2 separate regions of the Mus musculus genome follow, and region 2 is linked to region 1. A link is a contact called in public Hi-C data. All regions are on one chromosome and are shown on one strand. Each heading gives the region's core, a stretch centred on a gene start, on an enhancer-like site or on the middle of the called end of the contact. The rest is flanking DNA. Distances are from core to core; before and after follow the strand shown.

Region 1 (4,158 bases), core at 972-3,471:
AACTGTAGTGATATGCACACAAGCTGAGGAGTTCACAGGGTCTTTTATAGCCAGCAGGAGCTCAGTAGAAGCTCAGAAGCTTCTCTGAGAAAGAACGTACATGCCAACACCTTGGTTTTGGGATCTGTGGCCTCCAGCGCAGAGAAATAACTGGAATGTGCCCTCAAACTAACAAATGGCTGCTGTAGGAACCAGCTTAGGGGCCCTCCTTGTGCCTTACAGGGCAGACTAGAGAACATCTCTCTGGAGACGCTTCTCCATATCTTCATAACTCCATGCTTCCTCCAACATCCACAACTGGAAATATATCCATGGTGCCATTTCTTTTGTCACAAGAGCTAAGTAAGCCTTTTAACAAGACATTTGTAAGAGCATGTGTGCACATACGGGGTTCAGCTCTCCTGAGCTCTTGCCTGTTGTACAACTAATCTGCTTTTCTGTTGAGCCTTGGACTCAGCACTCCCCTATGAGAGCTGGAGAAAGCTAGCTGACTCCCAAATGTTCACCTTACGTTGTCTTGCCCTTCACTGCCAACCTGCAGGTGCCAGTATACCTAAATACTTCCATAAAATTCCATGTTTCAGATAGTTTTCTAACAACTTTAGCCACCTTTATGTCATTTCCACTGAGGGATAGGACAAATGTCATTACTTTTACTTCCTGGTGAGGATATCATGTAGTGAGGTCACACAAAGAACCTGTAGAAGTGGGATTTGAACCTGGGTTGGGTTTGTTTTGTTTTCTTTTGTTTTGTTTTTTCATGTACTAAAAAAAAACTAATGTCAGCTGTTTATATTCTAATCTGAACAAGAAGTTATTTTGAGATTTCTTAATATACATGTCCTCACATAATAAATAATTAGCGAGAGGGAGGATGAAAAACAGAGGGGAAGAAGAAACTGAAAAGTCTAAAAAGAAAAGAAAAAGAATAAATTTCAATAGTCTCTCAGACTGGATCAGAGTAACAACTTAGCTGACACCATTCCTGTGTCTTACAAACACATGTACACTGACAAAAGCCAATGTATTGCTGGCATATATTTTAATAGTAGGAAATACTAAAAACATACATGCACCTATCCTACCGGGTGCTTGAAGTCTGCCTGAAGAGTTCCCCATCTTTCCCACAGAGGGGCTTGTTCTAGATACAGTCTGCATAACAATTTCTGAATAATGGATAGATTTTTTACAGCCCTCAGCCCTCGTAGTACATACATTATTATTCATGTTTTCTACATTGATGTCTAATCTATTTTTTAATGACTTGCAGCCATATGCTGGTCTCAATCTGCATAAAAAATACTCCCAAAGGGAGTGACCCAGTCCAGATCTAGATCAGCATTCATTCTTTACAGGAGTCTCTCTGTTTTCTTTTTTTAAAAAAAAAGAAGTTGGCAAAAATTATAGATTACAGTTCTCTACTGAAAATGGAAGACTTACTTTTTCCAAGATTTGATTTTTCCTTTTCTTGTGTAACACTGAGGGTGTAACCCAAGTCTTTGTTCCTGCTAAGCAGCAACTATTCTGTGAACTATGTCATTCAGCTCTCCTTTTACTATTAAAGGGGGGGGGCATTTATTTTTATCTTACGTGTATGGGTGCTTTGGCTGCATATATGTCTGTGCACCACTGTGTGCCTGGTGCCTCCAGAGGCCAGAAAGCATCAGATCCCCTGGAACTACAGCTATAGGTAGTCATGAGCAATGGTACAGGGACTCAAACCTGGGTCACTCTGCAAGAGCAGCCAGCTCTCCTAACAGCTGAGCCTTCTACCCAGCCTGTCTTCTACTTTTTATTTTAAAGCAGGTCTTTGCTAAGTTGCAAAGGCTACCTTGAACTCCTGATCTTCCTTGAGATTCCCAGAGATCACAAACCTTGGGCCTGGCCCAGCTTGAACTCCTTATAAAAGTAGTAAGGGAACTCCTTTTGCAGTCAATTGTTTGAAGCAAACTTCATTCTGGAGGGGAGGGAAGTGTTTCTGCCCCTGAGCACATATACACCCTCTAAGAGTATCTCACCCTCCACTCCCACCCTGCAGGCTCCCTTGCCTGGCAAACTCCTAGAGCTTAAGGGCTGCAGTTTAAGGACTAAAGCTAGGCCCCACCCTGTGGTTTTTACAAAAGCCTGAGGGGGGGTGGGGGAGCCATCAGGAGTCCTGAATAAAGCCAACCTCCTGCAGTAATAGCTCTGAAGACCAGGGGGAGCCTAGTACGCCTGGAAGCCAAGAGATCCTCAGCCCTTCCCTCTTCTCAGCAGTTGAAGGAGGGACTGCCTGTCTTCTGGTTCCACCTTTGCCTGGACAGGTAGCTTGCTATAGGGGCTTCCAAAATCCTGCAGGCAAGAATGCAGAAAGCCAACAAGTGCAGTCTTTACACATCAGAGAGGCCTTCCTGGCCTGGTATCTTGGCAGATGTTTGTGGCTCCTTCCCCTTTAAGGGCCCAGATGTGGACGGCTGCTGACAGCAGTTCGAAACTCTATCCCCTGGAGGCCGGTTGTCGACACCACTGCTCTCTGCAAGCAGGCTCTGTGCTCCAGCTTAATTAGTGGTGTGTCATTGGGGTGGGCCAAATTTTCTACCCTGGCATTGGGGGAGGTGTAAAGTTGCAGCCACAATTGTCTGGAGATGATTCTTGGGTCCAGATTACGTGAGCCTGGGGCACAGAGGGAGGGAGGGAACAGCCTTCTGCTGGAGCAGGTTCATAAACAGGTGAAGTTGAAGCAAGGGAGAGCTGCTCCTCGACCATTTTTCAGTGAAGCTTGTTCTTTTATGATTCTCTGTCAGGCTTGATTCTGCAGCAGGATTTTACTCCTGTTTCCTCTCCATTTGCATATTTCCTAGGAGACAGACTCCCATCTAATCATGGATTAGGATTTGGAAAATCAGTATATTTTATGCTTTTAGAATGTCATTTTCTCTGTGAAAATTGAAGGTGCATCACTTGTGTGTGCTGTAAGAACTGCTGTGTTTTTTTTTTTTCTAGTGCTGTGTAAATGTAAAGATGTCATTCACACTGGAATTACAAAGTTACCTAACAGGTAGTGGATTCTAAAGTCTACAATACATGAATACTTTCTCAGAATGCATCTCTCAATATGTGACATAATGTGTGGGGGGTTTTCTCAGTAGCTCTGCATCTGCATTCCATTGAGCAGGAAAGATTAAGTGATCATACGACGCACGCGCGCGCACACACACACACACACACTTGCTTATTTGTTAGAGTAAAATCACTTAGTATCAGGCAACCTATTCATATTCTGAACCTAAAAGTTCTAATCTTATCATAGTACAATTTAAATATATTTGCATTTGTATACATAAAATAGAAAATGTATTTTTAGGTAAATGCCTTAAATGTACTTGTCCACCATTGTATATGTGTCTATGTAATACATATACATGCTCAGGTGTCCAGGTTACCCTCCTCTACCTGTGTGTGTGTGTGTGTGTGTGTGTGTGTGTGTGTGTGTGTGTGTGTGTGTGCGCGCGCACGCAGTGCCAACATGCATATGTGCACATATATACTGAGGCCAGAATCTCTTCCACAACTGCTCTCTACTTTACATGGTTTTGATTCAAGAGAACCTGGAGCTCACTGATTCAATGAAGCTGGCTGACCATTGAGCTTCAGGGCTCTGCCTCCCTAGCACTGGGATTACAGATGGGTGCCACTGTATATGGATACTTGGTAAGGAATTAAGATCATCATGTTTGCTTGTCAGATACTTTAAGGATTGAGCTATCTCCCTAGCCCTCAAGGACATTTTATGTAGAAAATAAAAAAATAAAATAAAATAAAAATTACAACCACTGCTGGCACCATCCAGAGAGAGAAGGGGACTCAAGATGTGTATCAATAATATTTAGCAGATGGGATTCTGCCAGGTTCCTAGTGCTATCGATCCAAGAGACCCTGGCTCACTAACAGAGCTTTTCTCTGTCCACTTAGAACAGTAGTCCACAGGTAGAATTACCCATCTCAATTGCAATATAAATAAGCTAAGTATAGATAAAAATAATTGTCCATCACAGAAAAAAAAAAGTGGCAAATGTATGCTTCATGCTCTAAAAACCTGTGCTGAATAGGCCACCCGGCTGAAATCCATAGGAAGGCTGTTTCCTTCCTTTCTGCAATCTGAGATCAAGATCCAGGGCC
Region 2 (4,158 bases), core at 1,045-3,544, 350 kb before region 1:
AGCATAGTTCTAAACGAGAAACAAAACAAAACAAAACAAAACAACAACAACAACAACAACTGTTGGACTCAGCCTACTGCAAAATCCTCATTGGTGTCCTTCTTACTTATGGCCTCCTCATAGATGGTTGGTTATCAAGCTCTGTAAGAAAACTACTTGTATAATTGCCTGGTCAACACTCTGTTATTCAATGATGAATGGAAGGATGGAGGAGCATTTTGTGATCTGGCTTACCCCATATTACAGTCTACCCTCTGCTCCAAGGGTGTGGCTCAACCACACTGTGAACATTGCTTCCTTCACTGGCTGGCATGCATTATTTTTTTCTAGCAAAAGCTATGCTCTTTCTTATTTTTCCATATTGCCTTACTTCCTGCAAGGGCTTAACTCTAATTACAGCCAGTACAAAGATTTGTCTAGTGTTCTGGTTCTCAGAAGAGTGTCTTTGCCATCTTAGAATGACTATCCATTTTCAGTATGCTCTCCATAAAAACCGTTGGTTACCAAGCCCATCCACCTGGGTTTTGTGCATATTACCTTTCTAAGGGAAAGCAGGTCTTCTTGTAGGTGTGTATGGCCACACTCTACACTCTAGAAATAAAATCTTGTCTAGTTTCTAAAGAGCTAGTAACAACATAGGAAAATGAACCATAGGCCTTCAAGAACAAGAACAACTCATAAGGTTCTTTACAAAAATAATACTGGCTATCCAAAGTACTACATTGTTGGGCAGTGAGATTATTGGAAATATAGGGATCAACTGCACCAGAGCAGTGTCTTAATATAAAAGACAGAGCCTCAATTTGTGGATCAGTCTGTGTTTTCATCATCAATAATGTCAGGATGTGGAGGTTGAGGCTGAAGTGGATTTAAAGGGTCATGCTCTTAAAGGTTGTACATCTTCATGGGGGACCACAGGTGTTTACAATTACCCATGAGCAGAAGAGATGACAGAAAATATCATAGATACAACAAGCCACACAGTTTTCATTTGTACAAGATGCAGGCCCTGTTTGCAACTGAACAGTAAGGGATAACTATGCAGTAAAGTGAGGAGTTGAACTGTGTTGATCTGACTTGTATCCAAGGTACTTGTAGAACCCTTTAATGGCACATCATGGATATATGTCAACTCTGTGTATTATGAAGAGATGTGTCTTTTGGTGCACAAGTGAGAGGAAGCACTCGGGTGAAGACAGGAAGGCTAGGTCAGGTGGAGCTAACACAGCAGATGTTGTAGGATCTTCTAGCTTTCCACCCAGGACAGGGCTGCAGATGAAATGGCCTGTGTTGAAGTCACACTATGTCCCACTCTTAGCTATGTGGTATACCACTTATTGCACTGCTTCCCAGCAGGGGCTTACAGTCCCTCCCAAGATACACAAGGTTGAAGCAGTGGATGCTCTGGGGACAGCAACCAGGATACAGCGTTCTTTACTCTCCTAGAGAAGCCTCCTTCTAACATCAGAATCTAAATAAGAAAAATGATTCCAGTATTTGCTGGATGGTGGTGAAGGTGTAAGAGCACCATTGCTAAAGAATCACCACTGGACTGGCAGAAGTTCTAGCATGGGAGACAACCATGGCTCTACCACTTACCTGGCCTCTCTGATCCAGAGATCAGATGAGAGATCCAGCTTGAGGACAGAGCCTTGACTCCTTTATCTCTTAAGATCATCACTCGGCCTCCGTATGGGCCCGCTCTACCATAGCTATGAGCTTAGGTCTGAATCTGTTGCACCAAGATGCCCTGCCCTTCCCTGATTGGACTTGTCTTAGTATTACAGCTTCTACCCACTGTTAATTTAAAAATTCAGAAAGGATGGCTAATGGAATGTGTAAGTGGAAGAAAGAAATCTGATTTCTAAAGCCATGGTTCTGACAAAGGCCAATCTTGCTACTATGCTCTAAGCCATCTCATCTCATCTAGAATGGCAGTTGTTACTGGTGTTATTTCTGTCTGGTCACCTACATTAGTGCTTGCTGCTGCCACCTGGTGGGTGGAGGCCTCGATGTTGCTTCTCGTCCTTCAAAGCACAAGACAAGCCCAGATGCACAGAACCAGCCAGATCGAGTGCTGAAGAAGAGAGGTGGTAAACTGGGGGTAGGGTGGGGTTGCTTGCCCTTGTAGATGCCCACAACAGCTTTGCTTTCCTCCCAGTGACCCTTATCACACTCCTGATCCTGGCCATACCTGAATCCTACTCTCTTTCCTGCCTTTGACTTTCAGAGAACACACTCACAGACATTAATTTAGGCCACCAAACTCCTTTTCTGAAACAATTCCTGCTGCCTAGGATCTACACTATCCTTCGTCCTCTGTCCTCAGTCCTCCTGTCCTCCCACAGAGTCAGCTGAGGAAGTGTGGCCTCCTGGGATCAGCTAGCTTCAGCCAAGATGGTGCCAGTCACCAGCAGGGGATCTCCGGAGCCTGCTGAGGGTACATGACCTCTGGCAGACTGGCTGTCTAGGAAATCTCAGGCCCATGCATCCATGCGTGTCTTCTTCATCCTTCACAGGACACAAGGTCACAACAAGAGAAACAATTAAAACTAAGTATATCCTGGATCTGCCACTGTGGAATGGTGATGTCTCTCCAATATGACTGCCTACCAGACTGAGCACCAGGGAGCCTTCTGTGTGATTTTAAAAAAGTGTGACAGCCATCAGCCTCAAACTGGCTCAGCCTTGAGTTTCAAGGATAATATCTCCTTCTATGGTGAGGCAGCTGCACTGCCCTATACAGAAGACTATATGGAACCTCCAGAAGCCAGAAGGACTCTGACCATTGTGAGCTATATGCATGAACAAGCATCACCTCGTGTGGCCTGTGATAATGGTGCTGAGAAGAGCCAGAAGAGGAAGGGTGCTCTAAGCCAGCAGGATGCCTGGGGTTGTTCAAATGATGCTCTGCCCTCAGGATGACAGGAGGGAATTTCAAATCAGTGAAGACTCTCAGGGACATGTGCTGCAGGGGTGTAGGGTGAGGAGATGGGGCTCCGGAGTGGTGTTGTTTCTCCTTAGCTTCTTGGTATAAGGTTTTAGGGGCCGATAAGGTTGAGGAGAAAATCAGACATGGCCTTGAGATTATTAGGTGGTTGTGTCTATATAGCCTGATGTGAGTATTGGCTCACAGTGCACAGCTATAAGAAGCAGTACATCAGTATCAGTGATAATGACCCGCTTTTCAACCTACAGAGCCAACCTATGCTGACCCTGATGAGGTCAGGATAACTCATGACTGGCCCAGGGAAGAATGCTCTCACAGCCTTGTATGAACTAGTTGCTTTAATCTTTTACCAGCGTCTGGGAAATGATCTCCCTACTAACCTGTCTTAAGATGTTGCTTTTGCAATCTGTGGAAGGTGAATTTGTGGCAGTTAGGGTAGAACAAACTGAGAGCGAGGTCTCTGACCCCTGACCCCTGACCTCTGACCCCTGACTTTCAGGTGCCTCCTGAGCTTAAGACCTGCTCTCCATTCCTTGTGTGGGGCCGGCAGACCCCAGCCAGAAAGACACAAGGCAGTCAACACGGCAACTGGCTTACACGAAGGAGCTTTGTAGTCCACTGCTAGGGAATAAGACCTGAGAACTTAAGGCTTCTTCAAAAGCAAACTCAGCTGAGACCAGAATTTAGAAATTTAATTTATATAAAGCCGGTGGACTGAACTTTTACTTTATCTGCACAGTCAAATGCTGTGGACAGTTAATTCCCACATGAAACTATTGAAGCTTGGGGAATTTAGGGGCTGGGCAGGTGAGAAAGAGCACTTGTTGCTCTTGCAAAGGACAGAAGTTTGGTTGCCAGCATTCCTGTAAAGACCTCACAACTATCAGCAACCCCAGCTCCTGGGGATCTGATGACCTCCGCCATACTCACACAAAGACACATGCACATAAGATAAAATACATTTTTCATTATACAGTTTTGGATGCCCAAAGTAAAAAATACAAAATAAAAATTAAGGTTTCGTTGGAAACGTTGCGAGTATGGGGTCAGTCCTTATAGGACACTGTCGTGATTGGCTGATGGCACTATAAGGTCGTATGTTATATGCAAACAAGTTTCCTCCAATAATTACGAAATTAAATACACAATTGACATTGTCAGCTACTTTCAGGAAGTCTCCCATATAAACTCCCAGGGTTAACTGCTGA

Evidence for each region. Hi-C and Micro-C count contacts between places; a contact is called where the count stands out from the background.
Region 2: a Hi-C map of the N1E-115 cell line shows a contact between it and region 1, with 3 times the contacts expected there. The contact joins two enhancer-like sites. A contact is called at or near these places in 3 of 484 Hi-C or Micro-C datasets (the N1E-115 cell line, embryonic fibroblasts and nephron progenitors).

What each region holds. Positions count from the first base shown.
Region 1 is chr12:27,501,259-27,505,416 of GRCm38.p6, reverse strand. No RefSeq gene overlaps it. Among named protein-coding and RNA genes, the nearest start is that of Gm4166, 95 kb to the left of the region's middle. Within about 2 kb of position 2,221, at least 33 of the 459 cell types and tissues checked have an H3K27ac peak or open chromatin away from gene starts, as enhancers often do. A contact at or near this core is called in the N1E-115 cell line, where this site is marked.
Region 2 is chr12:27,847,612-27,851,769 of GRCm38.p6, reverse strand. No RefSeq gene overlaps it. Among named protein-coding and RNA genes, the nearest start is that of Gm45941, 96 kb to the left of the region's middle. Within about 2 kb of position 2,294, at least 4 of the 459 cell types and tissues checked have an H3K27ac peak or open chromatin away from gene starts, as enhancers often do. A contact at or near this core is called in the N1E-115 cell line, where this site is marked.